Linked DNA regions of Anas platyrhynchos: region 2 is linked to region 1. A link is a contact called in public Hi-C data. All regions are on one chromosome and are shown on one strand. The core of a region is the stretch at or near the end of the contact, and the rest is flanking DNA. Distances in the headings are between cores, read along the strand shown. Region 1 overlaps LTBP1 (latent transforming growth factor beta binding protein 1). Region 2 overlaps FAM98A (family with sequence similarity 98 member A).

What was found. Hi-C and Micro-C count contacts between places; a contact is called where the count stands out from the background.
Region 2: a Hi-C map of subcutaneous adipose tissue shows a contact between it and region 1, with 3 times the contacts expected there. The contact joins two enhancer-like sites. A contact is called at or near these places in 3 of 8 Hi-C or Micro-C datasets (F1 follicle, skeletal muscle and subcutaneous adipose tissue).

The regions. Positions count from the first base shown.
Region 1 is chr3:34,429,093-34,436,436 of IASCAAS_PekinDuck_T2T, forward strand. All of the region lies in intron 3 of LTBP1 (latent transforming growth factor beta binding protein 1), which reads left to right. Among named protein-coding and RNA genes, the nearest start is that of LTBP1, 27 kb to the left of the region's middle. Within about 2 kb of position 4,024, at least 3 of the 8 cell types and tissues checked have an H3K27ac peak or open chromatin away from gene starts, as enhancers often do. A contact at or near this core is called in subcutaneous adipose tissue, where this site is marked.
Region 2 is chr3:34,677,008-34,684,351 of IASCAAS_PekinDuck_T2T, forward strand. FAM98A (family with sequence similarity 98 member A) reads right to left here. Exons shown (of 9, transcript XM_027453937.3): 9 at 5,281-7,147. The coding sequence ends at 6,401. Among named protein-coding and RNA genes, the nearest start is that of FAM98A, 18 kb to the right of the region's middle. Within about 2 kb of position 4,629, at least 2 of the 8 cell types and tissues checked have an H3K27ac peak or open chromatin away from gene starts, as enhancers often do. A contact at or near this core is called in subcutaneous adipose tissue, where this site is marked.

The sequences.
Region 1 (7,344 bases), core at 2,774-5,273:
GTTTAAAGCTTAATAGTCCCTAAAATTGTTGGAGTACTAATATATGCAGAACTTCACTTTTTTCCCAGTAGCTTGCTGGGACCAAGGTGCTTGTTTTTTAATGCATAGCATGACAGCACGTTTTCAGTTCCAATAAGGAGGGTTTACTTTGTTAAATTTCAGGTTGGGATAACACTTTTGTTGTTCTAAGACAAAAGTCTTCCCAAGCATTCAAAACACCTGCTTTAAAAAAGAGTTGCTCCATTAGCAACAGTTTGTGATACCAAAACAACTCTTCAATAAATGTTATACTTGCAGGATGCTTTTTAACCTATTCAGGTAGAAGTGAGATGTTTGTTCCTAAAAGCAAACTGCTGCACAATGACAGTGATATAGGACATGGATGAACTAAAATCTTTATTTCAACTAGCTGTCTCACTTGGAGCATATAAGAATAATAATCTAATGGGAATCATTTTCATGTCATTTTCATTCCCTTCTCTACACAGCTGTAGGACTAGATCTCAGGAGGCTGATTTGGAAAACCAATGCCTATTGTTAAAATACATCTGTACCTTTAACATCCAAAGAAAGAAAACCAAATTGAGAACAGGGTTTCTTGCTGGTCTCAGATATATGATTTAACAGTATTCTGTGTTCAGAAAAATGTCTCTTTTTTTCTTTAGTGTTAAAATAACCAATGAATCAGGAACGTTTTCCTCTGTTTTAGGGATATTAGAGGAAAGGCTTAGTATGTTTGTAGATGTGTCTGCCTTTGTTCTTTGTATCAGCAATTTTGCTTAATATTTGATCTTCAGCCCTTCAAAAAGAAGATGAGCTGCAGGCATCATCTGTTTTTCTTTTTTTTGGTGGGTGGGTCTTGGATATTAGTATAACTTCTGTTGTTGTCTTAACACTTAATCTATATTGAGGATTCATTCTTAATAACTTTGTTAAATAGACAGCGAAGACACAAGGAACCCCTATTCAGGGGGTTTACTTAATCTTAGCGTTTTGCTTATGTAGCAGATAACTAGATGGTTCAAGAATCTTTATTCAGAGAATGATGTGGGCTGGCCTTAGACAAAGACAGACATATTTTCAGGATTGGGACTGTCTGATTAATGACAAATGCCTCATTGATTTCTCATCTATGAATAGCTTGCTTGGCTCATGACTTAGGATCCCCAAGAGATGTATACTTCATCTCTAATAAACTCACTCTCTTCTTCATTGCTAGGTCTGAATATTTTTCTTCACTGTGAGCCATGCATTTTCCTACTGAAAAGCAGTTTCTATTTTACCTAAGCTCCAAGAAGGTTTGGTATGACATACATCCTTGTACTTCGATCAATTCCTCTCAGGAATCCAAAGCTGTTGGGTTCAGTTCAGTGTGTAATCAGTTGTTAATGTGACCACTGCCACGGAGGTTTATTGCTCACATCGTCTTATGTTGAATTTTGAAGGTTACTGCTCATCAGTATATAATGAGAGATTTTTTTTGTGTGTGTGACTGTATTCAGGACACGAATGCAGACTACAAGGAAAGCTAGGCAGTTGGAGAAAGTGGAAATTTCTCTTACTGTTACTGTTCAAACATTGAATTTTACCAGCCAGCATTCTGCTAGAGGGAGGTCTGCAGTAAATCCTTGTTGATTGCCCACTCTAGCAATTTTCCTCAATTATCTCATAGGGTTTTAATGAGAAAGGTGTTGGAGTACCGGAGGGTAGACTGGTGGTTAATTTGAAGCGTCTTGTCCACATCACTGTATGTGAAGATGTGTTTTCTAGTGTGCTCAGAAGTTCTGTAAGCAATTGAATTGCAACTGCTTGACTTTAAGTAGCTGCCTATGTTAAGCAGAGGACCTATTGCTATTCAGAAAACACCGTTCTCCTAAAATACTACATACAAATAACTGCAGGCCAGTAGTTCACCAAAGCATTGACATTACTTAATTTCCCTGCTTGTGAACAAAAAGAGACCCACTTCTTCAGTTGATACATTGAGCTTGCAGGTTGAAGGAAATACTTTGAATAAAGCAGTCTTCGTTACAGCCCTCTTCTCTTACTGCTGCAAAATAGCTAAAATAAATTTCCTCTATAGGTGTGTACAGAAAAAATATTTTCTTACAAGTTTTGTCTGTTGTAATATATGTATATTTTCTATTTGAAGTATGCTCTAAACAGAAAACCTACCGTCCAGCAGAGGACAGTGTTCGTTAGAGCCCATACCACCACAGAATGATATTAAAAGGAATTCTCTTTCAGTTTGGGTGCTATGATAAAAGATGCTTCAGACTTTTAAAGGATTTCATAAACAGCTTAAAAACAGTTAAAACAAAATCCTTCGGGTGTTTTCTGTTATTAAAAAGATGAAGGAAGATGGAATGCTGTACATGTTGTGTCAGAAATGAGTTTCAAAAGCAAAGTCTGTTAAAAGGAAGGATAGACAATACTAGTACATACTATTATGTTGTTGGGCAGTAGGTGGCAAGCTTTGCTTTTCCTTCTACTTGGAGTTTATTTTCGTGTTGCGGAATGCCAGAATTTTGAGAAGGGTGGTTTGAATTCACTGGAATATGTCATTTATTGGCAGCACATTTTTTGAACCATCTATGTTGTTCATTGTGTATAATTGTCTTTCTACTGAATGCTCAAGTGAATCCTCTTTTCTTCAAATGGCAGATGGACACAAATCAATACGTGAGCTCTATTGTATTCTCTTATGGCTTCAGTAGAAAGATTACTAATACCAAAATTAAAAACAAATGAGATGCAGTCACAGTCAACCCCAAATTATTTGCTTTGAATGCTTTTCCTGTTCTACTTTTATTGCAGAACACATTGCAGCTAGAGAGGACACCTTCTTTTAAATAAATGAGTTACCCAAAGGGGGCTTATACTTCTATTTCTGCGAGTAATAACTGAGAAGGAAAATGAACAGAAAATTTAGTTTGCCTTTTTCCTGGTGTGTGATGTCTGTCCCCCCTCCGTGAATTGTTGGGCTGGTGCAGCTGTCCTCAGCCTGCACTGCTAATGTGTGGGGTTAGGCTTGGGGGCAGTAAAGCAGCAGCAAAGCGGCTGGCTAAAACTGAGGGTGTGCAGAAGAGGAAATGCTCAATGCTTCTCCTTAGGTACTTTCTGTTGTGGGTTGCTGTTAATATCACATCTCTGCTTAGACTTCTTGCCTAGAGCCTATCACCTGACATCCCATGGATCAGCAGCCAGCTGTCTGTCTGTACCAAGGATACGGGGGCACAGCACCTTTCTTCTTGTGTAGCTTCTCACAGCTGTTGTCCAGCTAAGACATCCTGTGCTGCTCTCCAGAAAAGACCTTTACCTATTAGACAAGTTAATTATTGATGAATTTTCCCACTGTGGGTGAGTTGGAGTTCTTAGTGCTTTGCTATTGAAGTTTTTTAAAAGTTTATTCTGGATTAAAAAAAAAAAAAGTGATATCCCTCTCATTCTTCTTCTATATTTGCTGCACATAATCATTCTTCTAAGAAAAACCATCTGTCTTGGATCTTCTTGATATCAAACTTAAATACAGTAATATAGATGGTTAATTATGTCACGCTAGAAATTACAAAACAGTAGTTTACATTTTTCTTAATATGTCAGGGCATTCCACACAGGGGTCTCCTTATGTAAATAGAGGCTCCGTATGAGTTTACACTTTCACTGAGAGGCTTTGTGTCCTCATGTGTTCTGATGAAGATCAGAAGCATTTGAGGAGTAGTAAGGTGGAGCTGAGCAGTTAGATGAAGGCATAATTGATTTTATTTGCTGCAGCAGCCCTAGGCATACGTCAGGCATCTCTGGCATCAACCAAAGTTGAAAGAAAGTCTTCTGAGACCATTCTGATACTGCAGCTATTTTCACTTTTGTAGTCTTTGGCAGTGCTATTGATGTATGTGTGCTAGAACAAAAACTGGTTCAAAGGTAGTTACTCATCTCTTTCCACTGCCAGGCACTGAGTCAGCCCTCAAGAGCACCTCCATTCATCATTCTAGGGGAATGCAGTCATCGGGCTGCAGGAGCTGAAGTCACTGTTTAGCTGGGATAGCTGGTTACCACCAGGACTGGGATCATTTGTGTTGGCAGAGAGCATGGAGATGATTTTGTGATGACGGTGATATCAGTCTGAGTCCTGGTGTCTTTTTTGAGCTGCATTGGCATGGATTTCAATGCTCCTGGCCACAAGGAGTGAGAATACTTATGAAGGTAACTTTGCAAGTTCCTATTGTGATCCTCAGACCTTTTTGGCTTTCTCACCACTGCAGCATAAAGACACGGGGTCTCTTTTTCAGCTTCCTGAATTAGAGAACCTTACTCCAATGAAGTAGATTCTCTGTGTGCTTCAGCTAATTGCCTTTAGTGGTTGTAGGCCTGGGGTGAGTCTGTAAGCTGGTGAGTAATTTGTAGTTATCTGTGCTGGACTGAGTATTCCTGCGGCCAGTTAGACTGTAACGGACCAAGGTCTGAAGCAGAGTAGTGGACCATAACCTTCCCTAAGTGTGAAAGGTAAACAGATGTGAATTTTCTAGACTAGCCATTTGATAGGTTTGTTTAGCTCACAGTGGTAGGAGTGTACAAACTGTTTTGAGGGAAGCCTTCGGGTGTTTTGGTGGACAAAGTCCAGTCTTGCTTTGGCTTGTTTACAAGACCTTTTAGGTCTGAACATTTGTGATTTTTACCACACCTTTATCCTTTTGAAAATTCCTTCAAGGATATCTTATTGTTTTTCTGGTGAATAGAGGCCAACATACTGCTGAAAGGTCACTCACTGCATGTGCAGAGTACATCACGTGGCCAGATGCTTTCTAGTTCCAGTCCATCAAAAGGAGTCTCTGCTGAACTCAACAACATATGTAAGCTTTCAGACAGAAAAATTTCAATCGCTATCCAACAGAAAAACAAACATCTTGGAAGGGATTTTGAAAGGATCAAGTATCGCCACCACCACACAAGACATTAATGAGTTTGAGTTGCATGGTCATACAGTTTGGATCATTACTGATCTTGAGATGGTGCAGCCTATTGGTGAGGGAACACATTGTTTTATCCAGACTTGAGCAATCATCTAATGATGTGAAGGTCTTACAAACAGGTGTTAGAGGATGTTCAATGTTTTCATTGCAATCTTTAATAGGGAAAGAGTTCTCAGAAAGAGAATCTCATTTTGATGCAGAAGCTTAAATTATAGGGGGTGACTGGGATCCCAAACCAGCCTTAATATTGAGGCTTATCTGTAGTAGGAGGTTAACGTGTGTGATGGCAATAGCTAGTTGGTTTATGGCTTCACGTGGCTTCATGCCACCACCTGCCTGAGGAGAACTTCAGTGCAAAAAATGGCTGGTCAGTCCTAGTGTAATATCGAGGAAATTGTTGTCTGGCTCTTGAGCTCTCCTCTACTGATACTGACTTCAGTGGGATGGAAGGATCAACTGAATGGGTTAAGGGGCATCCTCCAGCCCCTGCCTTGTTGTTCAGCCATGTTTCAGCTGAGTTAGGAAGCCAACAGAGTCAGTCTTCATTACAAGGAGAGAGAAAACAGCTTGAATCAAGATTGGCATCAGTCTTGAAGAGCTCACTGTGTTTGATTTGCCTCTCCAGGCATTGTGCATGGGTTGTGACGAACAGTGTTTAAAAACATGTCCCACACCAACAGTAAGGCAAATAAAACCCTGTCAGATGCTTTTTTATACAGTGGACGAAAGTTACTGTATTCAATGTATATACAATAGAGAACTATTGGCTTCTGTTGTGCCTGAGTACAGCATTAGTAGATGGGTAGAATTTGGCTTAAATTTGAGAAGTTTGGGGTGAAAATTTTCAGGTTTAATGACCTCTTGGTGTTGATTGACTGTTCCATGACCAGCTCTGTGCTGTGATTTGAATTGGATTGTGAGAATCCCTCATAAAGAAAGGCATAGGATCCTTTCTAAGCTTCTTTATGATGAACACAGATGGGAAGAATTGAGATTTTCTTCTCTGGCCTTTTCTCTGCGTGTTCCTTTAATACATAGCTATTGGGTTGAAAGACTTTTGGGCAGGCTTTCAGCTCATTGATTTTTTTCTTAATTAGCTTCCATTTTATATTCATTCTTCTTTTCTGAAACTCTGAACTGCTGTAGTGAATCTTTTGCCTTTTGTTCCCCCTTCAGCAATGTTAACTGTAAGCAAATTTTGCTCACTCTTGCAGCATCTCTTCATTGGTAACATTTGAATTGGATTCTTTACACAAATTTGGCTAAACCAAGGTTTTGCTCTCTTCTCGGTTCCTGACTAGGTGATCCATGAAGATGTTAATCCCATCTAAAAATCCAGTTTTTGTGCTTTTGCTTGGCTGTAACTGGAATTTCATATTATCACTTCCTGTCTTTATAGCTTCAGTGATAGGATAACTGTTGCTGTCTTATGAAGACTGTATTAGCAGCTGCTTGCTGTGTTTCCTCCATGGGAAACTACAGTCTACAGAGATGCTCCGTTAGTGATGGATGTTTTTTATTTGCTGACCTGTTCTGGAAGGCTACTCCTTGATAGGTAACATCAGTCTTACAGCTTCCACTGATTTTTCCCAATCCCCCTATTTGTTTTCCTAGGTAGTGATACTTCCTTCCTAATATGCCTATATAATGCTGGTCAGTCTTGACCACTCACTGTCTTGAACTTGTGCTGTTTCATGCAGAAGCATCGGTGCTAATGGTTTGGTTGCCTGCTCTATACCTGTTTAAAACATACTGCTTATTCTAACTCTTTTTCACTGTTACCTGTTTGACTGTTACCAACTTTTGCTTTCTTCTTTGGCTACACTGACTTCACTAAAAGTATGACTGTTCACAGCTGTATACTTTCTTTCCCATTATTCAATTTAAAAATTCCACTATGATATTCTTAGACTACGATAAGCCATCAACTTATTAAATGTGAAATGAAGTCTGTCTCTTCTGGAGAGCTTCCTCCATTCCCATTCCTGACAAATATTGTTTACACCACTTAGAGCCACACAGTGAAACAAACAGTCTACATCGATGGCTCCTTGGTTTTTCATTCTGTTAGCAAAAAGTTTCAAACTTTAGGGTATAAGACAAATACGTAAGACAAATTTGTTGCCTTTGTAATAATCTTCAGTGATTACCTCTGGACAGCAGTATCCAGAATCCCTATAAGTACTTCTAAGAGTGTGACAGATCTGGGAAGTAAAAAGTTTAATTACCTACCTTTCTTTGTATGGGTTTTATACTGGGAGAGCTCTTTTATTAGACTATTTTAATGTTTTATAGCCTGTACATGCTTCTGAAAAAAGTATCAATCAGAGGTACAAACTGTACAACTGATGAACTGATGAATGATCTTAAT
Region 2 (7,344 bases), core at 3,379-5,878, 250 kb after region 1:
CGTGCTTACCTCAGCAGTGGCTAGAGTTAAGTTGTAGATCAAGCATAGACTGTGCACACCCAGCTGATCTTTCAAAGCAAATTATCACCATGTCCAAGAAGGGCCCACACTAGTTGAGTTTCAAAGAGCTGCTCCTGCTGGAAACCCTTTGCTTTAGGCATCCTAGGAAGGGGAGCGATGAGAGCAGTGCAGGCAGTAAGTGTTCACTGCCACTGGAAAATCCAAGAAAAAGATACTGGGTCAAAGTGCAGCCACCCACCAAAAAGGAACAGGCTCATCATAGATGATGTAATAACTCAAAAAAAAAATCATTAGCAGGCTGTTTGCAGAAGAACACTGATCTTTGTTTGACAGCAAGTGACAGAGTGTAGAGAGGTGGCAGGGCAGGGCCAATCACTTTAAGAAGTCAGTGTAAGATGAGCTCCTTATTTTTTTATTTTATGTATTCAGGCTTCCTCCAAAATCCTTTTCTCTCCTTACTTCATATTTGATGCCTTTCTCTGAACAGGGACAAGCCTTTTCCTCAGCTCACAAAAACAAGCTTAGATCCCCAGTCTGAGTAAAGCAACAAAGAATTTCTTGTTTGTCTTTTCTGACTTCACAGAAGGCAAAACCTACCAGACATCACAGATCCCAGCTGAGCTATACACCTCTGCTGGCCTTGGTGAAATCCTGCCTGCTTGTAGAGCAATTCCAGGAGAGCATTCAGGAAAAGGTGCAAGAGGGTCATGGATTATTGGATTAATGAAGTAGCCACAGTGAGAAACAATCCCAGATGATGCTGGGTGCTTCTACTGTTCCTCCTTCCTCTGGATCTTTAGGAATCTGAGTGGGAAAAAAGGGGCATTTTTGTGCTTTGAAAGAGCAGAAAGAAGAAAGATTATGCCAAACCTTATTTACATGCCAAGTCTTATTTACAGCCTTATCTGCAAATGCCAAAGAATAGAAGCAATGACAGTAGGTGACAAATGCAATGCTTGGGCAGACCCTGTAAGAGATGGCAGGGCTGTGCAAGCCAGACCCACCAGCACTTTCTGTGCTTCCACAAACCCTACACAAAGCCTCGTGTTACAAGTAAGTGAGCTGCAGCTTTGCCACAAGATTTACCGAGCAGCTCTGAGCACTATGCAAGTAGCCAAGTGAACACCCGAGAAGATAAGCTAGGCTGCAGAGCAAGGTTAGGGGCAGCTGCTGCCTAAAATTTTATGTTTTCTGAACTGGAGTGGGCTGGCTGCAGCCATCCCCATGGTCTGTTGCTCAGGGATTCCTCTGTGGAAGCCAAAGTGAAAGCAGAGCCTGACATAGCCCCCAAGGCTTTCCCACAGGGCTCTTGGACACCTGCTTGAGGCAGCCTGAGCACCCAGACAAGGATCCTTGCAGCTTGGGACCCAAGCGCCAGAAGTTTTGAGCCTCTCTGTAGGAAATAACTTCACGTGAAGGATCCTGGAGACAGGGAAGAAAAACACCACAGTAAACACCAGACAGATGGGGACTAAGCGTGGGAAGAGGCATGCTAAGAGAGCTCTCCCTCTACGTGACACCAGGACTGGAAGGGACCCCAACAGAGACCCAGCAGAAAGGGAAGGAAGGAAGGAAGGAAGAAAGATCTGAATGCAGACTTCAAGGAGACGAAGAGGAGGAGAAACAAGGGCTTGTTGTTCTGTGATCATCACAGACAAGAAAAAATAACCAAGGTTTGCTTCACTCAGCATCAGCCTAACTGATGGGCATCTGTACAGCACGAAAAACAGCTCCAAGTACTTCTCGAGAGAGTCTTGATAGAGTTGGCCCACACGGGGACACTGGAGGAATAGATGTAACTTTGGAACAAGTTTTTGAGTTATCAGCAGGCTGAACTAGATTCTCAAAAAAGCGGTGCAGCCAACATCTCTCTCTCAGGCTAAGCTCATTGGAAAATCTGTGCTGAACTCCAAACTGCTGTTTACAGCTGCTGACAATCCAGTCCTAAGAGACTGGAAAACCATCAGCAAAAGGCTACTGCTGGGGCACTATGAAATTTAGCCAAAGAGTCTGCTTTTTCCATGAGTTAAGCCAATGCCGGAAAGTTTAAAGAGTCCTTATCACCTTCATCTCTGCTTCATGTGTGAAAACGAGTTGTGACCTTCCACCTGCCCACAGCACAGGCAGACTCTCTCTTTCTTTGGTTTTACAATAGTGTTTTCCTACTTTTTGTACTTGTTTTTCTCTCCTCTGTTGTGGGAAAGACCCACGTGGACAAGAGGGGAAATCACTGGACAATAAAGGGGAAACAATGACACTGACAGCACTCGGAGCTGTAAAAATCATAGAGTAAACATGGGAGAAAAAAAAATAGTTTTTCCCTTCTAACCTTGTTTGTTTAGTCATTAGATGTGCTACTTATTTCAGCCAAGGGAAGAAAGCAATGTTTACAGCTGGCAAGAGCGCTTGCGTTTTCAGTTTGTGTCCCTGTCAAAAAAAAACAACCCGAAACAAACAAATTCATTAGTATTTTGAGAGCCTACACAGGAGAAACGCTTCATATTCATGTCACATACTACTCTCTGCAGCGCTGATGTGATTCTAACCTAAGGGTACACTAGAAGGCTAATAAAGCAAGAGTGTCTGGTTTCTTATTAGGCCAGAGGTTGGTTGACGTAGAGCCCAGTGTTTGAGGCACTCAGATACAAAGAGCATTTTAAAGGAGACACAGTTGAAGCCCTCACCACGTTAGAACAGGTTTCCTGCACACCCTGGCTGAGAAATCCAACCTGTGGATAGAGGAGCCCCTCTTGGGGCCACCACCTGGAGTGGCACAGCACTGTGAAGGGCACGCTTCAGGGGTTTGACTAGAAAAGTGAGCTAAGGATTACCAGCCAACACCAATCCTAAAGATAAACCAGCCAGGGAACAGCTATAAGCAAAAAGGCTTCCCGAGGCGAGCGATGCATGGTGAAAGCTCAGCTTGATGCCCTTTTCCCTTGCTGCATTACTGGTTTGCACACAGTAAGGAATAAAAAGTAAATGCTTATCTGTTCCTGAGAATCCAACTGTGACTACAGTGCAGACAGAGCACGGTATTTTAAGTCATGGACCGACATGCCTGATACAGGAAGCAAACATGTTTTCAAGCCTATGAGAAACAGGATGCATTTTCCTGCACAGCGACAACTCTTAGGATAACTCTCTCAAGAGACAGGATGGAAAAGCAATGCAAATCAAGCTAGAGGAGACACAAGGTGCTGGAGAGAAAGACACTAAGGGAAAAGCAGAACAAGATGCCCAAAGCTTGTAGAAGAGAGAGTGGCAAGAACAACCAGGGTTTAAATGAAGAACGCTGTTTCATTGTATAAATGCCTGCTTACTTAGTTGCCTTCTTGATCTCCTGGAGTTCTGCTTTCCATCATGGTGTAAAATCAAATCCAGCACATACATTCAATCCACCACAAACCTAATAATCTCCACAACCCATCTCTGCTCTCCCAGTTTCCAGTTACAAGATTCCTTTCGGCCCAGCAGGAATCTTGTTTGCAAAACAGTATCAAAGTATCAGGGCATCATACAGACAATAACAAAGCAGTGGCTGTTTGCTTTGATTAATAAAGGCTGCTCTCTACACATATACAAAGCTTGTTTTCTCTGAAAAACAAAGAAGTCACAGCACACTAGGAGGAAACAGAGTAAGGAAAACAACAACAGCTGGCAGAAGCAAAGTGTTTTCTTTCCTGTAAAGCCTCCTGTTTTGACTTTTCTTCTCCTTCAAAAAGTCCCCCCTCAAACAGCAATAAAAACTGGGGTCAGCAGACCCTAAATAATGGAAGAGGGAGGAGAAGCTGCATATTTTGAGGAGAAAAAGCTACTAAAACAGGGGGAATCTCTTTTCTCCCCCAACCCCACCATTAGCTTTTTACCATGCCACCTCAGCATGCACAGTTGAGAATATCCACTGCAGCAAAAGTCAAAGCCTCGCAGAGAAACTGGCAACTCGAGCACAGAAAACTCTCTGAAGGTGCTTTTGCAACTAAACCAGAGGCTCTCTAAAGAGCCTCCTAGGTTCTCTCTCATTAGGGATGGGTTTGCAGCACTCAAAATGCACTGACAGACACCACCAGCCTCTTTACCACGAGGAGCAGCGTGAGGAAAAGCAGAAGCTGTCAGCTTGACACTATTTACATTCCCAGACAGAGGCTCTCTACCTCTGCCAATCCACCTTTATCAGTCCAGGACCATCCCAGTTGAAAGAATCTTAATAAAAAAATAAATAAATAAAAAGCCAGTAAAACCCACTGAGGCAAGCAGGCAAGTATTGCCCTCTCACAAGGTAGATCCTTTCCTGGAGCACCCTGATACAAGAACCCATCAATACCTTTGCGATGCAGTAACATCCATCTTTAGATGAATGCTTTGTGATTTGAACCATATTATGCTGAGACAGCTTTATCTGGGTGACCCCCAAAGACCTAGATTCAACATGGAAAACTTCTTCCTTGTCAGGCTTGTCAAAATCTGTTTGAAGCACTAAAACAAACAAACAAGCAAACAAAAAACAAAACACTATAACAGACATTATCTGAGATTCTCAAGTGCCTTTCATGGAAAGGCACTTCAGTTCTAGCTTGTGAATCGCTAGCAGCACCTAGTGGCCCGAACAAATTAAGCAGGAGATTTTCAGATGGATCACATAATGAAATACAGGGAGATAGAGTCTAAACAATGTTTTATCAGCTTATTTACGTGATAAGTTTGAATTACGACAAAAACAGCGTTACATAGATTCTCTCAAATGTAATGTTATTTCTGCAATCCTTGGATTACTTTTACCTGCGTCAATCTGAATTCAGCCCCTGGGGTACTTTACACAGCCCAGCCACTCTGCTATCAGCACAGTCCCTACTACAGCTGTGAAAGCAAGAACCTACATTTCCCACAGGCTGGGACAGCATCAAGAGAGTCCCCAAAATATATCATATTCACAGGACATGAAGGAGCATGACCAGGAGACTGATGCTGAGGCAGCTTAAGAGTAACTTCATACAAAGACCCCAGAGATGGACTGTGCTGCTACACCAAATCAGAGGGGTGCAACAGAACACACCAAAAGCAACAAAACCCATTCCTTCCATCTGCTCCAGCTCTGACAGCTTTTAAGGAGGCAGAATGCACAGTACTTCTGGGACAATTAGAACATATAAAAGAGATTAAAACAAAATAGATGAAGCAGCCAGAAAATCCTATAGTTCCCAGCTACTGCAGCAACTGCTTTATTCATCACCAAGAAGGAAAAGAAACTAAAGCAAAAAGGAACATACAGATACTTTTATTGCTCACCTTTTATACAACAGCACACCTTCAGCCATTTTCTTTCACAGCTTGACAATGTTTATGTACACAAAAAAACCCAGCAAGAAGCATTATGTGGCTTTCAGTAAAGAAAAAAAAATGTTAGAACATCAAACTCAGCCAGGCTTTGTTTTCTGCAGCAATAATAAAAGGGCTTCCTCCAGGCAGGAACTAATCTTCCCAGGCCGTAGTGCATTTCTTTAAAAAGACAACCCCCAAAACAAATTGCCCTAGATTTGCTGAGCCAGTGGTAATAACTTGCAAAAAAAATAATAAATTTCAGTTTGTCATTTTTTCTAGCTGATTTCAAGTAAAAATTAGGTTTGGAGGAGGAGCAACTTGTTTTGGATGGATGCAGGTCAGTTTGAATTGCTACACCTAACTACAGGCCTACACACACTATCAGTTCACAATTTAGCTTAGTTTTAAATGATCTTTGCAGATTTTGGCGGCGGTCAGTCTTCGGAGTTGAGCAGGTGGGAAAAAACTTTGCTTAGTGGAAGAGATAAGGCTACTAAACATGGCATCTACAGCAGAGCTCATATAACAGACAACAAACCTGGTTGTTAGGTAGAATCTGCTGTGTGGGCTCTCATATTGTAGTCAAAGTTACACGCACAACAGGCCAGCAAGCCAAAAGCAGTAGTCTGGTTTTAGATCATATAACTGAACAATGATTATGGGGTGGGGAGATGCAGACCTACTGAGTATTGCAATAGACAATTTTGACCAGACAAGTCTTGATATTTCTCTAGCCAAAGTGGAAGGCAAACATAGCAGGCAGCTGCTCAAGACAGATGTGTTTTGAGCAGAAGACATCAGTCCAACATCTAAAAAGCACAGCTATTAATTCATATTTAGGTGAAGTGCAGTGAGTAGTTATGGTGCATTTAATTCAGACAGGTCGGGGTGGGGTGGGAAGTCTACAGAAAACTGTACTTTGCTTGGTATAAAACATCCCACCCAAGGAGATTCTGCCTGACGTGTACAAACCTGTACTAATTCTAGAAGAGATTAAGCCAGGCCACTAAACCAGGTTTCTATTATTTGAGCTCTGCTGAAGCAAAAGTTTTTAGCAGCCTCAACTCGTAAAGTGTCTTCCTTGTCCAAAACCAGATTGGTTATACTGATAGCCTCCGTGCTGGAAGTGCTGCTCAAATTGCCCGCCTTGATTAAAATTCTGTCCTCCTCTGCCTCCCCAGCCTCCTCCTTGACCTCCACGACCACCACGCCCTCCGCGGCCACCCCTCCCTCCTCCACGCCCACCCCCTCGGTCACTGTGGGACCCACCATCCTGGTATCTGTTGTCTTGCTGGTAACCACCACCCCCTTGGTAGCCACTTCCCGTGTATGAAGATGACTGGTAGCCACCATAGCCTCCTCCTTGGTAGCCGCCACCACCACCGTGGTAGCCACCTGTTTGAAAACCTGCATCTCTGTAGTTGTTCTCCCTGTAGCCGCCATCCTGGTAGCCACCACTTCCACCATCTGTCCAGCCTCCTTGGAGCTTGTTTCCTCTTCCACCTCCTCTGCCGCCATGATCATAACCACCACGTCCTCCTCGCCCACCTCGATCATGACTTCCTTGTTCGTGACCTCCTCGTCCTCCATATGATGAGTCATAGCCTCCTCTTCCTCCTCGGTCGTGACCCCCGTGGTCATAGCCTCCTCGCCCTCCATATGAGGATTCGTAGCCACCTCTTCCTCCTCTGCCTCCACTTTGCTGTGGACCAGCCTCTGGTCTTTTCTGCCAGGGTGGCATCTCAGGAGGTGGCGGTTCAATTTCATTGGGCCTTCCTCCTCTGTCAGGTACTCTGCCCATTAGCACCTGCAAAGGGTAAGAGAGAACTTTAGGAGTTGTTACACCTCATAGAAGAGTCACAGGAATTATCTAGCACTCCAAGCTAGATAACTGCTAACAAGACAAGCTTGGAGACCTGGGTCCCTTGTTCAAACAGCAGGCTCACAAATAAAGGCAGCATCCATACAGTCCTTCACTCAACCATTTACTGCTGCAGACTGTTC